Regions from separate parts of the Mus musculus genome. Here all the other regions are linked to region 1. A link is a contact called in public HiChIP or PLAC-seq and promoter capture Hi-C data. All regions are on one chromosome and are shown on one strand. Each heading gives the region's core, a stretch centred on a gene start, on an enhancer-like site or on the middle of the called end of the contact. The rest is flanking DNA. Distances are from core to core; before and after follow the strand shown. Region 1 holds the start of Rab5c (RAB5C, member RAS oncogene family). Region 2 overlaps Acly (ATP citrate lyase). Region 3 overlaps Stat3 (signal transducer and activator of transcription 3).

Region 1 (3,282 bases), core at 258-2,757:
GCATTACATGGTCTCTGGGGGTGGGCTTTGATTTTATAAAAGTTTTGAGTAGTATCCCCGGGAGAGAGATGCAGAAAGAGGCCAGTGTTGGAGGATGAGGTTAAACAGAAGTGGTCCTAATTCATGCCGGGCGTGGTGGCGCATGCCTTTAGTCCCAGCGCTAGGGAGGCAGAGGCAGGAGGATTTCTGAGTTCGAGGACAGCCTGGTCTACAAAGTGAGTTCCAGGACAGCTAGGGCTACACAGAGACACCCTGTCTCGAAAAACAAAAAACAAAAAACAAACAAACAAAAAGTGGTCCTAATTCATACAGAAGGAATTAGAAGCAACAGAAACAGAACTGACCTGTGGTAGAAGGGTTAGTGGTTTTCATCTATAGTGACGGGTAGAGAGAACACAGGTAGTCTTTGAAGGAGCGCTAATTCTGACTGGGGGCAGAGTGAGGGAGATGAGGGGGTCTGGTATATTTGGGAACAGAGCCTAAGAAAGAAAGCTTAGTCTGTCGTGGTGGTTGCACATGTGTTTAATCCCAGCACTCCAGAAGTAGAGGCAGGAGGATCTCTGTGAATTCAAATACAACCCATCTACAAAGTAAGTTCCAGGCCAATCAGGACTACATAGTGAGAGCCCATGTGAAAGGAAGAGAGAGTGAGAGCAACCCTTGGCAGCAGCAGGTCTCCTTTTCAACCATTTAGTATCCTCTAGACAACTCCTTCTTTTAAAAAAAAAAAATTACATTTCTTCAAGTATTTAGCGGGAGGGAGGGTGGATGGGTGGTTGTCAAAAGACAACTAGTGGGAGTCTGTCTTACTCCATGTGAGTCCTGGGCACGGCACTCAGTCAGGCTTGGCTGCAAGCATCTTCACCTGTCGAGCCGTTTCGCTAGCCCCCAGAGAGCCCATTCTATAGAGCTCTCAGAGATTTCATCACCTTTTTTTTTTCTTTCTTTTTTCTTTTTCTTTTCTTTTCTTTTTTTTTTTTTTTTTTAAGCCAGGATCTTACTACATAACCCTAGCTGTTACTCACAGAGATCTGCAAGCCTCTGCCTTCGGATCGAGCCATTACACCTGACTCCATCGCCTTTCCTATAATAGAATGTCCTCAACAATCAGCCTCCTGGGCGGGCTTGGCTTCTCCAAGTTGCCGAGGGCACACGACCGGTCTGCGCGGCTACGTGAACATCATATTTTTCCTTTCTCAATTCTGCATGAACAGCCCTCTGTCTGCTCTCTTGGAAAGCTCAGCCACACGCCTTCCCTCGCGGCACTTGGAACTGGCAGTGACGCGATAAGCAGGCCTGGACCGGCTCCGCCCCACCGGCAGCCGGTTCCACCCAAAACCCAAGTGCCAGGCAGCCCCCGGCTCCTCCCTGTGCGGAGAACTACAAGTCCCGCCATCCCTCGCGCGCACTCTCCCTCCTTTCCCGCGTTGATTGTGGGTAGGATCGGAGTGTCTCCCATTGGTCTGTTCTTTCTGTCAGTCACCTGGGAATATAGAGAGGCGGGGCAGAGCTGAAGATCCGGATCCGGAGCGGCTGAAAGGCGGAAGTGGAGGCCGGAGCCTGGGACACCGCCGGGGGTGGGGGGGAGAGGAGCGGAGTCTGTGGAAGCCCCGGCCCAAAGTAACGCTGCTGCCCGGAGCCGCGGTGAGTGTGCCTGTCCCAGGGCCAGTGTCTCACTTGTGTGGTAGCCTCCCTGGGGTACCCTTTCCTCCTGCCCAACCTTAGCTTAGGGGGACACTGACCCCTCCCCCGACCCGTAGCCCCCTCTTAGGGGCTCACCAGGGCGTCAGGCCAAAGGGGGAGCTCCTCTTTCCTTCGCTAACCTGTCCTTCGGGAGCCTTTGGGAGTCTTTTGAGGCTCTCCTCTGGCCTGTCCAGTCCACTTGTGGGAGAGAGGGACTCTTAAGTTCCGCTCCCCACCCCCTCAGCTTTCAAAATCAAAGAGTCTTTACCAGGTGCGAAGGAACCTGTCCCCCTTCTCTTTTAGAGGTGACGGAGAGTGCTGTCTCTCCTGGTTTTCCTTTCCTGTGTTCTACGCCTCCCACTCCCCAATCCCAACCAAAAACCCAGTTGTCCCCCTGCAGCCCTGAAATTATCTTTATCTCGATTTCCTTTCGGAGATGCGGGGATGGGGGGGGGGGGATGTCGGAATGAGAGTGTTGTACACGCACAGAAGTGTTTTTGCGCGCTTACAGTTCCTTACTTCCTCTTGAGCTTACGAGGACCTCAGCAGAGTTTGAATTCTGGGTCACTTAGACGGAATGGCAGCCTTCTCCTTGGACTGCACGTTATGCCCCCAGCCCTGTCTTAAGTTCTCTCAGTGTGTGTTCGTCTTCCTGCCTCTAAAGAATTTAGCTGAGCTCTGCTCAATCCTAGGGACAGATCACAGATCAGGGAGGATCTGCCCATTCATTATCTTCTGTCTCCCCTCCTCCTTCCCCCCTGCTTCAGGCCCAGCCCTGTCCTTCCAGAGCATGTGAGTGGTTTCCTTAGAGAGACTGCTGCCTGCTTATCTATAGGGGTGGAGAATAGACCAAATAGGAGTAGTGTGAAATTGAGGCACCATCTCTTAACCACCCTGAATCACACACCACTATACACTTGAGCAACAGGTCCATTCCTCACCAGAGTCTCCACTCCCCTCTTGGCTTGGACTTTTTCACAGAGCAGTTAGTCCACATCACCGTGGCAGGTATAGTTTTCGTCCGTAAAGGAATTGCTTATGTGTGCTGGAAAGTGCCAGTTCCCCTACTGTATTGACACAGGATTCTTGTGTTTTCCTTGGGACTTAAGTGTGTGAAATGGCTGGTATCTCTGACCAAGCTGGAAGGTTCTCTTGTTATGCGGCCAAAGTACAGGTTAGAGACTGCCTTCCTGAGGAGTAGCCTGATTCTGAAGCCACAGCTGACCCTTGCTGTCTTGCAGTGGAGGAAGAGTGGGAAAGCCATTCAGTCCTTGGGCATCTCTGATCAACTTTTTTTTTTTTGGTTTTTTGAGATCTGATCAACTTAAGATGCTTTTCTTACTACACAAAGGCTAAACATTTTGCTTTGAGATCTTTCCAACCTACTTCTGGACAGTTTCCGGTGTTCAGTCAGTATAACAATCAATCAATCCTCTCTCTCTCTCTCTCTCTCTCTCTCTCTCTCTCTCTGTGGGCTCAGAGATTCAGCTAGCCTAGTTTCTCTGATCTGTTCAACATGTGCCTCTGAGGGAGAGGGCCAGTGACCCCTGCCTGTTTACAGGGATTGGTTTCTGCTAGACTTACCTTCCAAGGAGTGGA
Region 2 (3,282 bases), core at 244-2,743, 240 kb after region 1:
CTATATGCCAAATTAAAAAGCTATCTGGGGGCTTATTTTTTTACTCAGAACTTCACATTAGAAGAAATTGCTCTGTTTGTCTTAATTTAGTTGTTGTGTAAACATTGAAGCTGGGGCTGGAGAGATGGCTGGGTGTTTAAGAGCCCTTGTTGCTCTTGTGGAAAACCCAGGCTCTGTTTCCAGCACCTAGATGGCAGCTCACAACCTCTGTAACCCCAGTCCAGAGCATCTGCCGTCGTCTTCTGGACTTGGCATATAGTACATACACACAAAATAAGCAAAAATACCCAGAGTCATAAAACGAAAATAAATTTAAATAAAAATTTGAAGCTAAGGCTTTGTGTGGTGGTGGTAACATCTTTATTTTCAGTACTTGGGAGCCAGATGCAGGCAGATCTCTTTTCGTTCAAGGATAGTCTCCATAATGATTTTCAGGCTAACTAGGGCTGCATAGTGTGATACTGTCTCAAAAAACAAACAAAAAAAAGTAGGAGCTAGGATTCTTTCTTCCCCACCCTGGTGCTAGAGACTCTCTGAGGACCTCATACGTGCTGGATAGGGATGCTGAAATACCATTTTGTAATGAGTAAAGGATTGTTTGTAATAAGCAAGATGTCATTGTACCTAGAGAAGCCCAGCTGTGTGGCAGGCACATCTTTGCTGGGTGTTGTAACCCATGATGTAAGGGAGAGGACGTACTGTTAAGCAGACTGGTGTAGAACTGAGTATAGAGCCTTGTCTTAGACACACGTCTCGCAGAGTGTCCTAAGGGAGGGAAGAGGTTCTTCATGGGCAGGTGTAATCTTAAACGCGTTCTCACGACCGGCCAGGAAGAACACAACAAACCAGAATCTTCTGCGGCAAAACTTTATTGCTTACATCTTCAGGAGCCAGGAGCGCAAGCCCCAAGCCCCAAAAACGAAAGGCCCCCCCCCCCCCCCCCCGCTTACATCTTTAGGAGCCAGCGCGCCAGAGCGCAGAGCGCAAAAGCGCAAGCAAGAGAGCTCAAGTAAGAGAGAGAATGGCGGAAACCCCGTCCCCTTTTAAGGAGAATTATCCTTCGCCTAGGACGCATCACTCCCTGATTGGCTGCAGCCCATGGCCGAGTAAAGGCAGAGTACATGTAGTGGAAAATTACTCTTGGCACATGCGCAGATTATTTGTTTACCACTTAGAACACAGGATGTCAGCGCCATCTTGTGACGGCGAATGTGGGGGCGGCTCCCAACAGTGTAATCCTTCCAGCCACTTCTCTCCACTTTAGACAGAGGCACAGGGCAGGTAAGGTAGGGTTTCATTGTTCCTCCGGCACCCTGGTTCGCCTTAACTGCTGTTTCTGCCTCTGAAGGTTGGGGGCATTAAGCCTGGATGCTTTAAGATCGGGAATACTGGTGGAATGCTGGACAACATCCTGGCCTCCAAACTGTACCGCCCAGGCAGCGTGGCCTACGTCTCACGTTCAGGAGGCATGTCTAATGAACTCAATAACATCATCTCTCGGACCACAGATGGTGTCTATGAGGGCGTGGCCATCGGCGGGGACAGGTAGGAGCTGGGAATCTTCTACAGTGGAGTTAGTTAGCGGCAGCATCCATGGTGTGTTACTCACTGCCCAAACCCTGAGGCCCTAATGAAGTTGTGTAAGTTTGTTGAGGGGAACTGCTCTTAACGCCCCACACCTATTTCCATTAGCCTGAGCTGCTGAATCTGACACCCATGAACAATCCGTGTATGTAGTGGAGTGCTTCTCACATGCTCCCACACCTCCCCAGGCTGTCCCTTGATCCTCTGTCCTCCCTGCCCCCCACAGGTACCCTGGGTCCACATTCATGGATCACGTGCTGCGCTACCAGGACACTCCAGGAGTCAAGATGATCGTAGTTCTTGGGGAGGTACGTTGTTGTTGCCATTGTTGTTTTTGAGGGAGGGGTCTCCTTTTGATTATAAAGGTAGTCTGGGATTTGCATTTTTAAGAATTCAAGCACCCTGGCACTGTACACCTTAAAGCAATCGTCCTGGTGGTACAGCCGGTAAGATTCTGGGGCTGAGAGTTTGCTCTGTTGGCCGTGAGCAGCAGTGAAGGAGGAACTGTCTCCACTCGCTGGGAAAGACGGCTGGAGCAGTGAGGCCAGCTTCTTTTATAATTTTCATTTTTTTTTTTAATCTTATGTATATGTGCGGTTTTGCCTTTGTGTGTCTGCACACCACGTACACCATGTGTGCCTATGCCTCCTGCCTGCAGCAGTCAGTGAGGTGCCAGTCTCCTGGAAATGGACTCATAGATGTGTGTGATCCACCATTTGGGTGCTAGGAACTGAAGCCCAGTCCTCTAGAAGAGTAGCAAGGGCTGTTAACTGCTGGGGCATCTACCCAACCCCTGGGAGGGCCTCCTTTTTATTTATTTATTTATTTATTTATTTATTTATTTAAAGCTCCAGAAGAGTTCTATAAGCCCATTCCTTACTTGTTCTTCTGGGAGAGGCTCTAATCCTTCGTCATCACAGATTAGAAAGGGACACCCAGGCACGAACGGCCTTAAGACACTGACCGTCCCTTCGTAATTCCTTACATACCTAGGATGAATCTTTCGGGGAGAAGTTAAACTCACTACCTGTTACGTAGCCCAGGTTTGTGTCCTGATTTTGTAGCCGACTTTTATTTCATGGGGTTGTTGTGTTTTTGTGGGGCTCTTTTTTCCTTTCTGCGCATGTGTTACGTGCGCGGTTTTTCCTGTTGTAGGGCCGGTCCTAGGAAAGCTTGAAGCAGCTTCCACTAACTTGTGGGGCTTTTCTCTCCTCCCATTCCCTTTGCAGATAGGGGGCACAGAGGAATATAAGATCTGCCGGGGCATCAAGGAGGGCCGCCTCACCAAGCCAGTGGTCTGCTGGTGTATCGGGACCTGTGCCACCATGTTCTCCTCCGAGGTATGAGTGGGACCCCGGCTGTCGTTGAGTAGGGGATGAGGTTGCAGAAATGGCTGTCTGAGCTGAACCGTACTGACATCATCCCCATCAGCTGCTAATTCCCTCAGTAAACTCGTGCTGCTCACTTTGTGACTACAAAGCCAAGCCCAAGTTCTGCCTGCCAGGAATTTTATCTCACCTAGACTCTTCTGCTGCACATTCACCAGCAGGTGAAGGTCGAGATGAGACATTGAGTTCTGGCACAAGGGAGCATAAGCAGGGAGAGGATACGGCTTGGGCTTAGCCTGGAAACCTAATCTTAGGTCAGATTAGGGAAGCCCCGTGGGAGATAGCGGGGAGAGCATTGTTCTTGCTGTAC
Region 3 (3,282 bases), core at 335-2,834, 150 kb before region 1:
GGCAGGTGTTTTTGCCTATGAGCCAGCTGGATCTCTACAAGCCCGCCTGGATATTGCCTCAGTTCCAAGTCACTGGGCAGGGCATTCAGAGTCTCCAGCACTCACTCCACTGGCATAATCTCTCCTTCCATGGTCCGTGACAGGCAAGACCCAGATCCAGTCTGTAGAGCCATACACCAAGCAGCAGCTGAACAACATGTCATTTGCTGAAATCATCATGGGCTATAAGATCATGGATGCGACCAACATCCTGGTGTCTCCACTTGTCTACCTCTACCCCGACATTCCCAAGGAGGAGGCATTTGGAAAGTACTGTAGGCCCGAGAGCCAGGAGCACCCCGAAGCCGACCCAGGTAGTTGTTGACTTTCCATGGCTTTGCCTTCCTTCCTAGTGAGAAAGTACGCATCCTTGGAGAGACAAGGACATGGCTGAGTATCTTGTGGGAGCAGGGCTTGGTGATTCCTTCTTTTGGGAAAGAGTGGTTTATTGGGTTCCTTGACAGGGTGACTAACTCAGGATTCAAGAGGAGGACAGAATCAGCCCTCAGGGAGCTTGGAAGTCTGAAGATGAAAATAGTATCTCTCCCTCTTCCTCTCTTCTCCCTTTCCATCTCCCCCTCCCTCCCACCCCGCCACTTTAAAACACTAGAAAGAGAAATGAAGGCAGGTCTCTCTGGTGCTTCTCCAGTCAGTGGGTTCCAGAAGACCCGAGACAGATTTGAGTCCAGCATGCTTTGCTGTCCTGAGTGAGCAGTGCCAGGAGTCTGAAGAAAGGCTTTCTGGGGCAGTGGCTGTTGGCAGCCTGGGGCAGAGCTGACATCAAGCTGGAGGTGTTGATGTTCCAGAGATGATGACTGGAGGGAATGTGGACTTGGCATTTAGAAACAAGATGCATCTACTCTGTGGGAGTGCGTGTGGCTGTAAATCAGCATTTCTCAGCCTTTCACGGAGCGCTTAAGACTATAGGAAAACAGAGATTTCCATTATGATTCATAACTGTAGCAAAATTACAGCTATGAAGTAGTAAGAAAAAGTAATGTATGGTTGGGGTCACCACAACATGAGGAGCTGTATTAAAGGGTCATAGCATTCAGAAGGTTGAGAACTGCTGGTATAAATTATATGAAAAATAGAAATTATGTTGTGTTAAGTCTGTAGTGTCTGGGGCGGTCCCAGTGTAAAGAGTCAGAGGTGTCTGGTCTGAAGCCATTTCAAACTTGTTGCATTGACGCTTGCCTCTGTCCTTATGCTGGTGAGGAGTCTGGTTTTCTAAGACTGTTGTTGATCATTGCACATGCTGAGCTCCGAGGTGCCCTGTGTGAGCCGGCCTCCTTGCTCTGAGGTGCCCTGTGTGAGCCGGCCTCCTTGCTCTGAGGTGCCCTGTGTGAGCCGGCCTCCTTGCTCTGAGGTGCCCTGTGTGAGCCGGCCTCCTTGCTCTGAGGTGCCTTGTGTGAGCCGGCCTCCTTGCTCTGGTGTTTTTTCACCAACCGCTTCTGTTCACATAGCACCTGCACACAGCTTCCCCGGCTCTGCCCACCATTCTTGGAGGAGTCGCTTGTTGACGGTTACTTTCCTTTCCCTTTGTTCTGCTGTTGAGTTCTCTTCATTCTGTGGAGGAGTTCAGCTCTCACTTCCTGTCTGTCCCTTATCTCTGCTTCCACCTTGCCTTCAGTTGGAAGATCTGTTTATCAGTCCCTCTCACACTGGTCTTTGTTCTTTTCACAGAGGACTTTGAAGTCCGAGCACTGATCCTTTTGACTAATTTTGCTTTCAAGATCCAGGCCCCTGGTCAGGCATCCACCTCCATCACCATTCCTGTGTAGGCTGCCCAGAGACATTCCTCAGGGGCAAGGCCTGGGCATGAGAAAGGAGCCCACTGCCTGATGGGCTTGCCTGTGAGCCTAGGGAGAGTGCACTGGGGGCTCCGGAGCCCGATGATGGAAGGGTAGGGGGTTCAGATGATCCCCTTAGGGAGGTGAGCCTGTATGTCCCTGTCCTCTGCCCCTGCTACAGGAGTATTGCAGTAGAGACCTCCCCGGAGCCTCGTCCTGGGTCTTCCTTGTCTGTCAGGAGGCTGTAATATACCCTGTGCTCCTCTGGAGGGATTTTGAGCAAGTTCACCAGGCAGCAACAGGATGTTCCTTCTCTCTTCCATCTCCAGTCTGTGTCCCGCACTCCTACCTCGGGCCGGGTCAAAGAATATTTCTCTCTTGACCACTGGAGAATGAAAGTCTTCTCTTCTCCGCTCTAACTTATTGTGTATGCATGTGTGTTGGGGGTGGTCCTTGTTGGAGGACCTTGAGGGTGTCAGCTCTCTCCTTCTACCATGTAGCCCCTGAGGACAGAGCTCAGGCTTGGTGACAGATGACTTAAGCACTAAGCCATCTCCCTGATCCCCTCTGTCTCTTTAAGGTGACAGTTCTCACTCTAGAGACCTTTTCTAGAACTGTAGGCAGCACAGTTGCCTCAATAATTCCTTTGCTTCTGTGCTGAGTTAACCTGTTTCTTGGCCACAAATGAGCTTGCATATTCATCTAAGAGCACTTTCTAATGGCTTCTCCCAGGGGTTTGTCTTGCTGGATGCTTGTAAGCCCCAGTGTTCTGTCTGTGCTTTTCTTAGCCTACCCACACAGCCCCAGGCCCGCTGCGAGCATCATTAACTGAACCCCCAGGGCTTCATGCCAGTGTCCCCAGGGCTTCCAGATTTCTTGGCCTAACATTTCAGTCCTCACATTTCCAACATAAACGGCAGAGATGGAAGACAGCCAGTCCTGTCTCTTTCTCTGTCCCACACATGAAAGAGATGGCGCCTTGGCCAGGTTTCCTGGCTGTTGCACATGTTCTCGGACCTGGTGTCCTGTCTCCCAGTGGCTGGGGTATGTTTTCCTGATTGGAAGTGGCTTTGGAGCCTCCAGCACGTAAGCATTTAGTCCTGTTGGTGTCTGGGCTGGTCACCAAACAGGGAAGTCAATTCACAAGTGTGACCAGGTCACAGGAGAAGCCTAACGCTACACAAAGATGGTTGGTCGCTCAGGCAGGGTGGGGAAGGATGCACAAGAGTTGGCGGTAGGCCGGGCAGTGGTGGTGCACACCTTTAATCCCAGCACTTGGGAAGCAGAGGCAGGCGGATTTCTGAGTTCAAGCCCAGCCTGGTCTACAGAGTAAGTTCCAGGACAGCCAGGGCTACACAGAGAAACCCTGTCTCAAAAAAACAAAAAACAAAAACAAAAGAGTTGACGGTAGGCTGGGTAGAGGTGGGGCAGGTGTCTCTGCAGAAGTCTT

The links. Promoter capture Hi-C pulls out the DNA fragments that hold promoters and counts their contacts. HiChIP or PLAC-seq counts read pairs in DNA pulled down with a chosen protein or histone mark.
Region 2: a promoter capture Hi-C map of embryonic stem cells shows a contact between it and region 1, with 2.9 times the contacts expected there. The contact joins the enhancer-like site here to the promoter of Rab5c in region 1. A contact is called at or near these places in 2 of 39 promoter capture datasets (embryonic stem cells and pre-B cells), 3 of 115 datasets of contacts at active chromatin or transcription factors (bone marrow-derived macrophages, embryonic stem cells and stem cell-derived neural progenitor cells) and 2 of 9 other capture datasets (adipose tissue and pancreatic islet).
Region 3: an H3K4me3 HiChIP or PLAC-seq map of the SCID.adh cell line shows a contact between it and region 1, with 22 read pairs. The contact joins the enhancer-like site here to the promoter of Rab5c in region 1. A contact is called at or near these places in 8 of 39 promoter capture datasets (the C10 cell line, the SN4741 cell line, cranial neural crest and 4 more), 1 of 15 datasets of contacts at CTCF or cohesin (large pre-B cells), 9 of 484 Hi-C or Micro-C datasets (the G1E-ER4 cell line, the HPC-7 cell line, LSK cells and 5 more), 12 of 115 datasets of contacts at active chromatin or transcription factors (the HPC-7 cell line, the SCID.adh cell line, T-cell acute lymphoblastic leukemia and 7 more) and 4 of 9 other capture datasets (adipose tissue, embryonic stem cells, liver and 1 more).

The regions. Positions count from the first base shown.
Region 1 is chr11:100,736,440-100,739,721 of GRCm38.p6, reverse strand. It overlaps Rab5c (RAB5C, member RAS oncogene family), which reads left to right and starts at 1,507. Exons shown (of 6, transcript NM_024456.5): 1 at 1,507-1,644.
Region 2 is chr11:100,492,147-100,495,428 of GRCm38.p6, reverse strand. Acly (ATP citrate lyase) reads left to right here. Exons shown (of 28, transcript NM_134037.3): 17 at 1,349-1,545; 18 at 1,811-1,892; 19 at 2,814-2,924. Among named protein-coding and RNA genes, the nearest start is that of Mir7116, 15 kb to the right of the region's middle. Within about 2 kb of position 1,493, at least 20 of the 459 cell types and tissues checked have an H3K27ac peak or open chromatin away from gene starts, as enhancers often do. A contact at or near this core is called in embryonic stem cells and pancreatic islet, where this site is marked.
Region 3 is chr11:100,890,148-100,893,429 of GRCm38.p6, reverse strand. It overlaps Stat3 (signal transducer and activator of transcription 3), which reads left to right. Exons shown (of 24, transcript NM_213659.3): 21 at 144-356. Among named protein-coding and RNA genes, the nearest start is that of Stat5a, 32 kb to the right of the region's middle. Within about 2 kb of position 1,584, at least 71 of the 459 cell types and tissues checked have an H3K27ac peak or open chromatin away from gene starts, as enhancers often do. A contact at or near this core is called in the G1E-ER4 cell line, the HPC-7 cell line, the P5424 cell line and 4 more, where this site is marked.